Regions from separate parts of the Rattus norvegicus genome. Here region 2 is linked to region 1. A link is a contact called in public Hi-C data. All regions are on one chromosome and are shown on one strand. Each heading gives the region's core, a stretch centred on a gene start, on an enhancer-like site or on the middle of the called end of the contact. The rest is flanking DNA. Distances are from core to core; before and after follow the strand shown. Region 1 holds the start of Thbd (thrombomodulin). Region 2 holds the start of Cstl1 (cystatin-like 1).

Region 1 (7,425 bases), core at 3,092-5,591:
ACACGCCTATGTCTGCCCACAGTAACAGTTCGTGCCAACACTGAGAATTTCTGCCATGCCTGGATGTCTAAAATTATCTAATTGTCTTATTTAGCTGTCTTTTCTCATGTTTGCCTCCTGGGAATTTTCACATTCCAACATGTAAAATTCAGACAGCTCAATCATTCCACAGAAAGGGGACCCAAGAGATCAGTGTCACAAAGACAGTGATGCTTGTCATTGCCAGCAGAAATGACGATGGCTTCACAGCGCCTTAAATGACACCTTGGCATTCAGAAATAATACATGAATTCGAGCCGTAGACCTCTCATGACAAAGTTGAGTTTTACATGCCAGATAACAGGCAATAATGACGCACACACAGAATGACCCTCAGTTGGGAGGCTAAAGATTCCCTCAGATCCTAGAGTGTGTCTGAAAACACAGACACGAGGCCTCCAATATAAGGTTGCTACGGTCATACACATAAAAAAAAAATATCTGTGCATACAAAGGTAACAAACTCCTGTTACATGGAAAAGAGCCTCCTCTTGGAAGGCAACGTCAGAGATTGGGCGGCCTATTGGTAGGCCGTAAAGATGCAGTCCAGCCTGGAATGTATCTCCTGCAGTTGGCATTGTTTCTGAGTATAAAATAAGATTTAAAAATGAAGGGACTTGGAGGAGAGAAAGGAAGGAGACACCCATCGGTACATTGTAATCTATTTATTTTATACACGTGACGTCATAAGCAAAGGCTTTGCTTGTGTTCTAGCTAAACTCCAATAAATAAATATGTACAGATATGCTGAGCCTACAAAACAGTAAAGAAAACCTTTTCTTCACAAAAGATACACATATGATACATTTGTTCCTTACACTGACATATGAACTCATTCCTAGCTTACTTAAAACAAAACCCTTCTGGACTCTGTATGCCAATATCTAGAGGCATGTACCTGGTCCTTTTATTTTATCCAGAAAGCAAAGCTATGCAGAGAAAATTCCTCAGTTTCTTTATTAAAAAATGGCCTGCATATGGCCTGCTACTTATTATTAAGTGACATTTAAATGTTCTCAAGAAGTTGGAAACTCTTTAGACCAGTTGTCCTGAAATGACTGGACAATGCCCTGTGGATGTTGTCAAAATGCAGCTTCTTATGAACTGGCTCACTGGGGTGGGAGTGGGGTAGGGTGGGGGTTAGGATTTTGCAATTCTAGCCAGATCCCAAGGGAGGTCCCAATTCTTGTGTATAGGCCAGGGCTAGTAGATCTCTCTGAAGTACAAGATATCGTTCCAGAGTTTCATTAAAGCAAAGTCCCATCTAGTCACCCCCCAGACTCCTTTCCCAAGTTGCCATATCTCCCTAAGCAGCACATTGCTTTTATTTTGGGACTACAAATGGCAAACACAGTGGAGAGTCAGCCAGGCACGAAGCATACAGCTCAAGCTTTACTGGAAGATGCTTCCATCCATCCGTCTCAGATATGTCCAGGCTAAGGACCACATACATTCTTGGATAGCTATGAATGTGGCCCAATATGTCTGAAGATGGCAATGTCCTATTGGAATGTCAAAGGGTTGGACAAAGGATCCTCTGCACATTTGAAACACTGTCAAAAATTAATAACACTGTAGAAGCCGGCATAAAAAGTTTAATAATTATTACCTCTTTTGTCATTCTAAATAAAAAAAAAACAACAGCAACAATCATAAAACCCAGGCTCACCCTTTCAAAAACAAAGATTAAAAAAAATCAAAACCCTACTTCCTTGAGTTTAAATTCTGTGATATTCCAGCACTATTAACTAGTTAGTGTTCAGTTGAAACATTTTAACTTTTGTTTAAATTCTTTTGCTCTGGTTACCTGAAATCCCCGATTAAATTGCCAAAGCTAGCGAAAAAAAATATTTTTCTGCGTTTAGTGTTTTTTTTTTTTCTGTTTCACATAAGAGTTTGGAGACAAGGGTAAAGGCAAACTATGATCAGGTTCGGGGAGGAGAATGATGGAGAGGGGGAGGGGAGGGAAAGGAATGGAGGGACACAGAAAAGGGTGAGGGACTGGAGACTTACAAGCAGAATAAAGCTGAAGGGAAGAAAATACTAAATACTTTTAAAAAAATAAATATCTGGGTCATCTCCAGTCCATAGGGTCAAGGTTTGCCTCCAAGCCTACAGATCAGCAGCACCCACACATCCTGCACCCCGAGGTGAGGGACTGGGACACTCTGGGATCTTCACTGTATTTGTCACCTCCGCCCAGTTGTCCAGTCTCTACTTGGAAGAAACTGGGCTCTCCGGCTTCAAGTCCTCCCTACCCTCGCTTGTCATAAGAGGATGAGCTCTTCTCTGGTTATTATACCAGCCAGAATGCTTTTACATTGCCAGAGAGCACAGCTGGGAGGCTGAAGAGAGAGAAAGGAGAGGTACAGAGCCCGGAAAGACAAAGGCCACCTTGGTCTCTGGAGTAAATCCCTCAGAACTTCTGCAGCGTCCGATCAGTCCTCACGTGCTGCAGTACTACCTCCTTGGCTGAAGAGGTACACTTGTACTCCAGCTCTGCGCGAGCAGTGCCCTGCTTCTTGCGCAGGTGACAAAGAAGCGCCAAAAGCGCCACCACCAGGGACAGGCTGGCAATGGAGATCCCAATGAGCACACCAGAGTGCATTGGTCTTGCAGAAGGGGGAACTGTCGAAGAGACTACCGTCGGATTGCTTGATGGGTGCTCCCCAGAGCCACCATCCTCTGAGTCCTCCAGAACAGGGATGGGGTCACAGTCCTTGCTAATCTGACCAGCAAGGGCTGTGTCAGGTCCGCAGATGCACTCATAGGAGCCAGGAAGGTTTCGACATTCATTGGTGAGGCATTCGCCTTGACTGCACTCATCAATGTCTGTGCATATGGAACCCTCGTCCAGGATGAAGCCCTCAGGGCATTGACAAAAGCTTGGGGAGTTGGGGTCACAGTCTGCTGGGCACGAAGTTTCATTGCAGAACATTTCGCACCTGTCGGGATCATCCAGCTTAGGTGCGAAGCCCTCAGCACAGATGCAATTGTAGTGCGTGGAGTTTACTGGCTGGCACTGATACTCGCATTTAGATCTGAAGCACGGATCCAGTTGCTCCACGCACTCTCCGTCCACCAACTCATAGCCATCATAGCAGCGGCATTCGAAGCCGCCCTCGGTGTTAGAACAGAGCTGAGGGCATGGATTGGGCCCCTGCTTACAGTCATCCACGTCCTCACACCGATGTCCGTCTGCCGCCAACTGGTAGCCTGTTTCGCACATACAGGAATAAGAGCCTGGCACATCAGAGTTGTTGACGCAAAAATGCTGGCAGAGTTCGTTGCACAATTGAGCCACAGGTTTTGCGCACGAACGGCCATCAGCCTGCAGGTCCCCGCCGCTGGGGCAGACGCATCTGGGTCCGTTAGCGCTCCTGTTGCACATGTACTCGCAGCCACCATTCTCCACGCTGCAGTTCCAAGCTCCTGTCACTTCCCGAGTCCAGTGTCCCTCTGAAGTTCCGGGCAGGGCCCTGCACACCAGCTCCAAGCCAAAGGGCGCCACGGTAGCAGAACTGCCTATCGGCAGCGTCTGAAAATCCGCGCCGCTGACCCCCAATGGGGTATTGTAGGTGCTAGAGATGTGGGCACCCTCAGGATCTCGGGTATTCACCCGTAAAGGCCTGCAGAAAGCTGCGAAGTAAAACTCGCAGAGAAAACCCTTGGTCTCGTTCTCGCACGGCTTCTCTTCCCAGGCCGGCTCGCCTGGTGCAGCTTCTGTTGCTGTTGAGACCGTGACGCACAGCGGACCGCAAAGTGGAGGCGACTGGTCGTTGGGCCGCGCCCACCTGCTGTAACTGGTGTGGTTATCCCCAGTAACCCACTGGAAGCCGCGCAGGGGCCCGAGATGCACCGGGTCACCACAGCCCTGAGGGAGCTGTAAACCGATCCAGGGCCGTGAGTCCATACTACTGTCGCTCACCAGAAGGGAGATGACATCCGCAGCCACCGAGGAGCGCACTGTCATCAAATGTCCCTGCAGGCGCTGGCAGGCCTGGCTGGCATCGAGGAAGGTCACGGGGTCCTGGAAAAGCGCGAAGCACTCATTCCCCACGCATTGACTGCCTTTGGGCTGCAGCTTGGCTAGTGCAGAGATCCCCAGGCCAGCTGGAGCCAGCACACCCAGAAGGAAAACCCCAAGCATGCTGTTCAGGAGAACACCGTGCAAGCTACGAGAAAACGCTAGCACTGCGATGGTGCAGGCACCCAGTCCCGGCAGAGGGTTTCGTACGTCTGCGGCGACAGCAGTTAGCCTCTGTCTCAGCCTAGACTTTTCTAGCCCAGGTTCGTAGTCCCTGCGAGGCAGCCTCTGACATGCCACTCAGCTGAGGCTCCAGTTTATAAATGCGCGGCCCTCCCTCTCTGGAGGTTCGGGAAAAGGAAGGAAGTGCCTAGTGGGAAGGGCTGATGCTGCGTTCTCGGATTACTGGGTTCTCCGGACGCCTTGTGCCCGCCCTCCAGCCTGGGATCACCTCTGTGCGAAGAGTTAAAAACACTGTCTGGGCGTAGGGAGGCCCTAGGGCGTGGCCTGCAGGCGCCACCACAGAACTGAATTGTGTCAGCAAGTCGACAGTTCCCGTCCCAGACTCTCCGGTATAGCCCACGGGTAGCCTGTCTTTAAACCTCTACACACGTACACAAGCAAACGCACACGTACACACACACACTTCCCTATAGATGCTACCAGAGTTTGGAGGATGGCCTGGTAGTTGGGGCAGGGGGGAAAAAAAGGAAGAGTCTGGTAGAGGGTGTGTCTGAGACTTGCAAGACTCTGAGAAGGATTAGCTAGATCCCTGATGGGAGCTCAGGAAGCCTGGCTGCTGTGACTAGCAGAGGGGTTGGGTCCCAAATGACCTTAGAAGAGGCCGGGAAATTATACTAGGGCAGCAAGAGGATGGAGTGGTCTAATAACCTCAAAGCCTTCTCCATTCTTCTCCATTCTGACATCTGGACAGCAATCCCCTGATCTTGGGCAGGCATCGCCAAGGCCAGACCCTATCTAGTTGCTTGAGAATGTCGTGCAAGTGTTGTATGGGTTCAGAGATCAGGGCCCCCTTTCCCACTTGAATTCCTCCAGAATTCTCTGGGAAAGGTGTGTTGCGTTCCTTTGTTCTGGTTTTGTTCTGTTTCGTTTTCCTCCAAACCTATCTCAAACCCCTTAGTGAAACTGGCCCGGGACCACAGCAAGGAGGTGATATGAGCTACAATGGATTCTACTTGGTTCCTTTGGAGGTGATCACTTCCATTGTCATTTGAGAGTCTCAAAAGATAGAGATGCCTACAGTCCATTTGCTCACAATCGGCACTGAAGAGGAGGGTCCTGTGGGCAGCTGGGAGGGGCGGATGGAAATCTGTCACTTAATGACTTATCCGCTTAAGCACTCACCAAGAATGGGGAGGGCTGTGTCCAAATCAAAGCTTAGCCACCTCGTCCCCACCTCCCTCATCTTCCCTACTCGCGCCCTACACCCCGCGGCTGTCACTTCCACCCAACTGCCAGGAGGCGGTGCTGTTGAACTCTAGACCAATCCAAGGACAGTGGTGCATTACTATAACTGCTACTGAGAAGTGTGGGCTGCCTGGAGCCTAGCCTGAGGTTAGGAAATTCGTCTGTGGGAAGCCCTGCGTAGTTCCCACGACTTACTAATAAATAGCTTCTCTGATCCAGTACAGCTCAGACTTTAGATGAGAACAGAAGGCTGTGATGTCCTCGTGTGGAGAAAACATACACGGATGGACCTGTGGCCAAGAGGGTGGGATGAAAGCACTGAAACAGTAAAAAGAAGCAGGTGAAACATCCTCCATCTGCTTGCCTATGAGGGACTCTGGCTCTGTCAAGCCAGAGCTGAAACCGGTACAGTCCACCATCCCATTGGCTGAACTTGTCTTTATTGGGTCAAAGCTGCCTCAGCTCTCAGTAAGGAAAACACCAGAGCAGTGAATGGATGCCACTCTTTTAAGTTCTGGGAATGAATACGGTTACACCTGGGTCCTGGGAAAGAGAAGAGAATGGCCAGGGATTGGACAGTGGAGATAGCCTTTAGAGGAGGAAGCAGCTTTCTCATGTGGGATGGGACCTCCAGGGGCACTGTTCAGAGTAGGGATATCGGATAGGTAGAAGACAACAGGGCATGGACCAGCTGGACTGTCTGCAGAGTGTGAACTAGTGGGATTGATTACTCAGTGCTGAGAGCACAGAATTAAAAGGTGGTTACCCTCCTGATTCGGGAATTCTCAACATGCTAGCTGTCTTAATTAGAGTGTCTTTGGCTGTGATAAAACACCATGACCAAAAGCAACTTTGGAAGAAAGGGGTTTATTTCATCTTACTGCTTAAGGTTCATTATCCAGAGGACTCAGGGTATGCATCTAAGGGCAGGAGCTAACACAGAGGGCATAGCGGAGTGCTGCTTACTGTCTTGCTCCTCGTGGCTTGCTCAGCCTGACTTCTTATATCACCCAGGACCACCAGCCTAAGAGTGGCACTTCCCACAAGGAGATGGGCCCTCCCATATCAGTTATCAGTCAAGAAGGTGCATCATGGGCTTACCTACAGGCCAATCTGCTGGAAGAATATTTGCAACTGAGGTTCTCTTCCTCCCAAATGACCACCTTGTGCCAGTTTGGCATGACTAACCAGCACAGCAGCCCTGAGTATGGGTAAAAACTGGTTGGAGTCTTGGAGGGATTCACCTCCATCTTTGGTGGCTCTTGATGACAAAATGTTTCCTAGGGAGATGCAACACACATGCCTACTCACCCTAGATAGGGAACCCATGACAGACCAGATTATGGATACCCCCAAAGTCCAACTTGGTAAACCAGTGTTTTTACTTGGATTTCTTACTAGTGCAGAAATGACTCAAACACAGGCAGGCTGCCTCACAAAAGCCCACCTCAGCGTGTATGACAGCTCACAAAGCTAGCAACCTAGAGAACATTGCATGACCTGCAGGGAACTCAACAATTTGGAGAGTGTCCTTTCCAGGTAACTCTGTTGTTCTAAACCTCTTCCAAGCAGTTAGCTGATTTGATCTCAAAGTCTTGACTCCACTCATCTGAAAGGGACTCTCAGCTTTTATTGCTTATTCTGGCCAGAATTAGCCTAGTAAATTTAGTTACTTTCAGGGACTTCCTGAAACTATTTCTAGTTGTCTACTTTCTTGTTTAAGGAGCTTCCCTGCAGAATGGAATGTTTTAATCTAGGAGGAAACTGTTAACAATAGTGGTGGGGAGTCTAATGGAAAATGTAACCACACTATTGCAAAGTGTTGGGACTTCTACACAGAAAACTTAGTGATGGGAGAGGTTGTCTAGGTACAAATAAAGGGGCTCTGGTCCTTCCATATCAGAAACAATGCCATTTCTACAATGTCTTGC
Region 2 (7,425 bases), core at 1,449-3,948, 330 kb after region 1:
AGGCCTCATCTCAGCTGGTGTATGCTGCCTGGTTGGTGATCCAGTGTCTGAGAGATCTCAGGACTGCAGGCTAATTGAGACTGCTGGTCCTCCTACAGGGTCGCCCTCCTCCTTAGCTTCCTCCAGCTTTTCCCTAATTCAACCAGAGGGGTTAGCAGCTTCTGTTTGTTGGTTGGGTGCACATATCTGCGTCTGACTCTTTCAGCTACTTGTTGGGTCTTTTGGAGAACAGTCATGGTAGGTCCCTTTTTGTGACTGCCCCATAGCTTTAGTAATAGTGTCAGGTTTGGGGGCCTTCCCTTCATCTGGAATCCACTTTGGGCCTGTCGCTGGACCTTCTTTTCCTCATGATCCTCTCCATTTCCATTCCTGCATTTCTTTCAGACAGGAAGAATTATGGGTCACAGCTTTGGCTGTGGGAAAGCAACCCTAACCGTCACCCTGACTTTCTGCTGGAGGTGGATTCAATAAGTTCTCTCTCATCACTGTAGGGCCATTCATCTAGGGTCCACCCTTTGAGTCCTGAGAGTCTCTCACCTCCCAGGTCTCTGGTACATTCTAGAGTGTCTTCCCAACCTCCTTCCTCCTGTGTTTGCCTGTTTCCATTCTTTCTCCTGGCCCTCTGGGCTTCAGTCCTTTCCCCCAACCTAATTCCAGATCATGTTCCTCTCTCCCCAAACCCTATTCCTTTTCCCTCCCCTGTCCCTCCATCCCTCTCCCCTTGTGGTTGCTTTCTTCTCCCTCCCAAGTGGGACTGAGGTGTCCTCACTTGGGCCCTTCAGCTTGTTGACCTTTTTGAGTTCTGTGGACTGTATCTTGGGTATTCTGTACTTTTTATTTTTTTGGCTAATATTCACGTATTAGTGAGAACATGCTGTGCATGTTCTTTTAGTTCTGGGTTACCTCATTCAGGATGACATTTTCAAGTTCCACCCATTTGCTTGCAAAATTCAGGATGTCCTTGTTTTTAATAACTGAGTAGTATTCCATTGTGTAAATGAACCACATTTTCTGTATCCATCCTTCTTTCTGTCATGGGACATCTGGTTGTTTCCATCTTCTGGCTACCACAAATGAGGCCTTATTTATGCAGTTTTATTGTGTAGTTTTTACATACTCACAGGCTCAGTAGAGGAGTGGTTAAAAAGCTGAGTCCCAGGGCTGGAGAGATGGTTCATTTGTTAAGAGTACTTGTCACTTTTGCAGAGAAGTCCTGTATTCTCTGGTTCACAACCGTCTGTAACTCTAGTTCATGGGACTCTGAAATCCTCTTCTGATTTTGTCAGACATCAAACACACAAATGGAACACACATGTACATTCAGGCAAAACACTCATTTATGTAAACTAAAAAATTAAAATATATAATAGAAAGAAAGAACTGAGCCCCAAGTTCAGTTACACAGAATGTTTTATACCCTTCCTGTCCTTCTGCTGTCACATAGCAATCCAATTTTGTTGGTTATATTTAGCTTAATTAATAGAGTTTGTTGAATTGCCAATAAGTAGAATTCTTTCCCCATCCAAGTAGCAGAGTTTACTTAGCAAGTCATTTGTAATACAGAGGTGAAAGGTAGGGATTAGGGTCTAGATGAGACATCTCCTTTTGTAGTGACTTTGGCTGATCCAACTTAGAGTGTTCTAACGCTCCCATGTCTGGAGCTCGACAGATTCTAGTACTCTATGGAGCACAATCTGGATGCCATGGTGTGTCCAAACAGTACTATAAACTGTCACAATGGGGGGACACAATGGAACTTGGACTAGGTCTAGGGGCTCATCAGACAATGGATCCATCATGTGAATCAGACTCAGGGAAGAATCTCAGACGATTTTGAGAAATCTCCAGTGCTGGACACAAGATCCATCCCGTTTCATATACAGAGATTTAGATGTGGGGCGCACAGCTTTAATCCCAGCACAGCTTTAATCTCCAGATTACAGCTGGATAATAAGATTATGTGTGTTGTCTGCCATATCACTCTGTATCTCAATGACTAGTTTTCATTTTTAACATTTTAATTTGGAAATAATGAGACTTATGAAAAGGCTGAAAAAAATCTCAAACAAACAGAAAGCCCATAGAACCTCTACTAGGCCTTTAACCTCCTGAAACATGGACATAATCCCAGTACAAATGTAAAACTAAAAAGTTAGCATTTGACAATACAATCACTAGACTTCATCTGGATTGTGGTGTATGGGCATGTGTGTGTGTGTGCATGTGCGTGTGTGTGTGTGCGCACTTGTGTAGAGGTTGTACTGGAATGTTTTATGGCATTACTGTATTATTTTTGAGACTAGGTTTCTTAATGAAGCTAGACTTAGCATTTTGGCTGCACTGACAGGTGAGGCCCTGGGACCCACCCACATTTGCTTTCCATCACCACGGCTACTAGGCTTCACTGCTAAATCTGACTTTTATGTGGGTGCTGAGGATCTAAGCTCAGATCCTTATGCTGGCACTGGGCCATCTCTCTAGTCCAAGATTTTGTTGATTCTTTTACTACTATTCTTTTTCTGGTGCAAAAAACTAGGGTACTGTAATGAGTTTCTACATATAGGTCGCACCCCTGCAGCGTTAATTTCTGAGTAAGACTCTTGGCTGATTTCACATGGGGAGCTTGGGGTTACCTCACAAAGCTCTGCTGGGTCACAACAGGATTACAAGGGATAGCCTGGGAACCTGCCAGCACAGTGGGAAAGACCAGAGAGAAATCTGTGACTGGTGGGAGGCAGGTGAGTAAGGGGACCTCACTGAGGAAACATGGGGATGCTGGTGGCTTGGTAAGGTAGTTTAGAATGTACTACTCCAGGTTCCACATAGTCCTTTGTCTCAGTTCAAATATGACTTATTCTATAAACTTTCAACTGCTCCCATACATAGTGCCCTCTGTCCACTACAGCATTTTTTATTGTGTAGCTCTGAAATCTCTTCTTGGGATCATACTATATGCGCAGTCAAGGATAGGGACTCTCTCATGACTTGGCATGTGTGCAGAGACAACCCCTTAACCTGCACTGCTAAAGAACACTGTTGTGGCCCTTGGGAAGCTTTCCACGGAGAGTGTCCTTAGCACCTTGGAAGAATGACCTCAGTGTCTTAATCTCTGCTTTAGCATACGTGAAGCTCTCTCCCAGGAAGCCAATGCCGGAAGACTGCTGTGGAAGACTGAGAGAACTGTTGCTGCACTCCCAAACTGGCAACACTATACATAAGTGCCTTCTGTAGCCATGGAGATGAAGGTTAGAGGCTTGAGGATTCCCTTGCTGCTACTGCTGGTGACTGTGGTTGTCATGGCCAAGGTGAATCACATCCAGAGGTGGGGGGGCTTCAAGGAGAAGGCCACGAGCCAGAAAAACATCAACTCGACACTCCATTTCTTCATCCAGTCTTACAACAACGCAAGCAATGACTCCTACTTGTTTCAAGTTCAGAAGCTAATTCACAGTCAGATGCAGGTTTGTGCTTTCTTTCCCAGACATCGACACAAGCCCCATCCTGCTCCTTGAGACATGTGGGGATTTTCTATAACCAAGTACCGGCAACTCCCTAGGTAGCTTCACATGCAATGGGTGCACGTGATATCTCTGAGTTAAGCAGCTCACTTGGTCACCACAGCCATGTGTCATAGGCTGGCCTTAGGCTGGAGGCTAACCCTTACACCCTTCTTCTTGACCAAAAGTTGACCTGTTGCCATTCTCCATTGTTCTATGGGAGAAATTGCATTTCGTTTTGCATACCAGAGGGCAGCATGGGGATGTCTTTGCTTTCTTTTTAATGATATTATCTGGAAAAACCATAAACACTCTCTGTAGATTTCTTATTTCCAACAGCATCCCCCCCCCACACCCTCACTGTCTAGGACTGTAAATTAGGATTTGAGACATTTAGAACAACAAGTCTTTGGTTAGAGCAGTAGGGACAGGGAATGGGCAAGCAGCTTCAGTCAGATCAGTTCTACTCCGTTTGAGGCACAGTCCCTGTAGTTAGCCTTGGCTGGCCCGTATCTATCCATCCTCAGGCTCCTGGCTTGTGAGTGCTAGGATTACACTTCTGTGTCATTGCACCTTCTTTTTCGTTTTACACACAGCATTCTTGTGACTTACCATATTAGCTGAAAGGCGGTAGAGGAAAGCAGTTGCTTGAAAACTATTGATCCAATGTTTCCTTAAGGTCAGATAGTAAACTATGGAAACAATATTGCATCTCAGCTAGACAGTTTGGAGAAGAAATCGTTCACTATGAGAAAAGGCTACTAGTCAGAGACAATGGGAGGCAGATGGAACAGGAGTTAACAGCAAGGGGGGAATGCATGGGGCAGGGTGGGCAAAGTTTGATAACCAGGACAATGGATTCCTTAATCCTGACACAGTCCAGGGGCTTCCTTGGTATTTTGTGCTATGATCACAAGATGGCACTGTCCTCATTTGTCTTCACTTTGATCGGTTTCCTTAAGCTCTAATTGAGATACCGAGATAACCTGTGAAATCAACCTTCTACCATTAACAGTTAACTAGTCAAGAAAAGTTTTTAAATGTTATGTGCAAACTTGAAGTTATTCAAAGTGATAAGCGAACAATATGGGCCTGTCACTTGGAAAGAGAGGATCATGGACACAGGTTTCCCGATATCTCAATATCTAGATGTGACTTCGAAAGTCTCAATACTGCCAAGGGGGAGTAGTAGACATGTATGGTAAGCTATGGGCCTGGTTTCACCTTTCAGTTGTCCCCAGTCGTGGGAATCTTGGTTAGACGTTATCTAGACTCTTTCGTATTGCTTCTTCAGAGGCAAAATGAGTCAGAACAGTAACAATTTAGCACAATGCTGCCACCTAGTGGCATGTGTTAAAATGTACTGATTTGTGTTCTAAGTGAGTCATCGAGACTGATAGGAAGTTTAAAGACATGCATGTTTTAGGTTTCTCCTACATAAACCTGCCGATGGCCAGGCAGTGTGACAGTGGTTGGCACAGTTCTACAACGTCCCGGTGCACAAGTAGAATAGCCCCTTGATGACAGCAGAGGAGCACCCGCACTCTAGGGATTTCCAGGCTAGTACTGAGATTGTGTTCACAGTGCAGCCATGAGCAATTGCCCTGGGATCTGGCCTTAGATTTTTTTCTATGGGAATCTTTCAACCAGGATCAAGGTGCATTTTCTGCCTGCATTTTCCCTAGGCAGACTTACTGTCTCATTAGGTTGAACCACTGACATTTGGGCACAAGAATCAGCAGGCTCCCAAGAGTTTCTCTCCACTATACGTAGATCCCTCTAATGTATACCTTCTTCTGAGGTGCCAGACCTGGGTCAATAGCCACCATATTTCCTTAGCGTTTTATTCCATGTGTAGGGCTTCTTCTCTACACAGGCCTTCCCAGCCCCTCCACCACCACCACCTCGCTGCCTTCTTAGTCTTCACAGCCTTAGGTTTGAACATGAGTAAAAGAAGACAGATGCACCCTGGGAGCTGGCCCTGGCTGGTATTCTCTCTGCCTTACCTAGTCAGCACATCATCATCTCACACTGTCCACTGCCCCAGGAGAAAACAGATTCAGGGAACAGGGGGTATCATATCAAGTGGAAAACTCCTGGGAGAGAAAGCAAGGTCTTCAGCACAAGCTGTTCTTCTGTCCTTGGCTCTCCAGGTGTCATAGCTGCTCCACACACTTTGGCAGAAACATTTAATCACTTAAGAATCCTTAGGATACCCTTGTGTGGCTTTTCCTGGTGTGTGTGTGGGGGCCTGAGCAGCAAACATCTACTTACTACAGATAGGGAACCAACAACAGACCAAAGCAATGATTAAGAACGTCTAGCTTAGTTTACTAATGAGTAAACTCTTAAGGGGAACATGGGTGACTCAATGACAGCTGTATCACTGAAAAGCCTACTCTAGTAAGTGTGATGACTCGGGACGATGATGGTATGTCAGAAGTTCCCACAGGTGGTACAGGTGGCTCGCCAAGCCCCAAACTCTCCTTAATCCCCTTGGGTAGGAAGCCTTCTGATCTTACTTCATTTGGTTCCTGAATCTTAGAAGCTAACCTCCACTCTCCAGAGGAAATGCTTCGATCGGGAGGAAGTATCTACATAGTAACTTGGGTTTTTTTTTTTTTTTGGTGTTAGTGCTTCTGTTTTGCCCACAGACTCCACAAACAGCTTGAATGCTTACGTGGACCTTGCAAACGGAGGCTGCTAGGTTATTTTCTCAAGGTTTCAGAGCTAATACATGGGGAGCGAATGGCTAGAATCAGTTTGACTCCTAAACTATAATTTTTTAAAGACTTCTATTTTTTATGTGTATCAGTGTTCTTCTGCCTTCAAGGGTTTGTATAGAAGCGTACCACATCCACACAGTGCTTGCAGAGGCCCGTAGAGAGTACTGGATCCCCAGGAACTGGAGTTACAGATGGTTGTGGACTGCCACGTGGGTTCTGGGAACCAACCCTTACTTAGTCCTCTGCAAGAGCAACAAGTGCTTTTAACTGCTGAGCCATCTCTCTAATTCATATTTAGATGTGTTCCTAAATTGTCTACTTTCTGATTGACTGGAAAGGAGAGTAAGGAAGGAGTGAATAACTGCACAGACTTGGTAGAAATAGGGCAATACGAGAACCATGGAGGTCTGTGGTTACGAGTCAACCCAGCTTGTCTTAGCATGAGAATAGGGGGGGTGTGTGTGTGCAAAATAGAGGCCACTATGTGGCTACCACAGTAAAGTTGAGGGCACAGGGTTGTGGCTGATCAGAGCTCTCAGTTGCCATTGAGACTCACTCAGGCAGGGAGGAAGGAGTTGAGTTTTGGTGCAAGATTTCTGGGAATAGGAGTCATGACTTTTTTCCTTGTGGAGAAGGTCAGCCACTAGACACTCAAAGTGGAAACTAGAAATGCGATTAATTGCTTCTCTGCAGTTGACCACAGGAGTGGAGTATTTGGTTACTGTGAAGATTGGCAGGACCAAATGTAAGAAAAACGAGACGAAGAAAGCCTCCTGTCACCTGCAAAGCAACAAGCTGAAAAAGGTGTGTGGTGGGAGTTCTCTCAGAGTGCCTGAAGGCCAAGGATAGCGAGCGAATATTCCCAAGCTGTGAGAGTCAGGGCCAGCAGATGCCCAGCCCTAGGGCTAGCTCACACTTCTTGGTGCACAGAGTCCCAGGGTGCAAGTGTTATTCACTTCTCCTTGGGGCTCTTGTTATGGTCTTGCTCTCATTCTCTAGGTCACTGAGGACTGTCTTATCACCTGTGTCTTCTCAGTTCTGCTGTCCCTCAGTGTCCCACCTTGTCCCGTTCTATGTTGCCTGGTCCTTCTCCAGCCAGATGGCTATTCCGGGGTGTGGGTACAGGAGTGGGAGGAGAGGAGGAAACTCCGTACCCCGTCCTGGAACTGAGGGTTCCAGAGTCAGCTGCCTTGGGTCTCAGA

What was found. Hi-C and Micro-C count contacts between places; a contact is called where the count stands out from the background.
Region 2: a Hi-C map of Schwann cells shows a contact between it and region 1, with 4 times the contacts expected there. The contact joins the promoter of Cstl1 here to the promoter of Thbd in region 1. A contact is called at or near these places in 3 of 12 Hi-C or Micro-C datasets (Schwann cells, liver and psoas muscle).

The regions. Positions count from the first base shown.
Region 1 is chr3:156,315,837-156,323,261 of GRCr8, forward strand. It overlaps Thbd (thrombomodulin), which reads right to left and starts at 4,342. Exons shown (of 1, transcript NM_031771.2): 1 at 690-4,342. The coding sequence starts at 4,189. The coding sequence ends at 2,456.
Region 2 is chr3:156,650,354-156,657,778 of GRCr8, forward strand. Cstl1 (cystatin-like 1) reads left to right here and starts at 2,699. Exons shown (of 4, transcript NM_001106522.1): 1 at 2,699-2,738; 2 at 3,119-3,461; 3 at 6,917-7,027. The coding sequence starts at 3,234.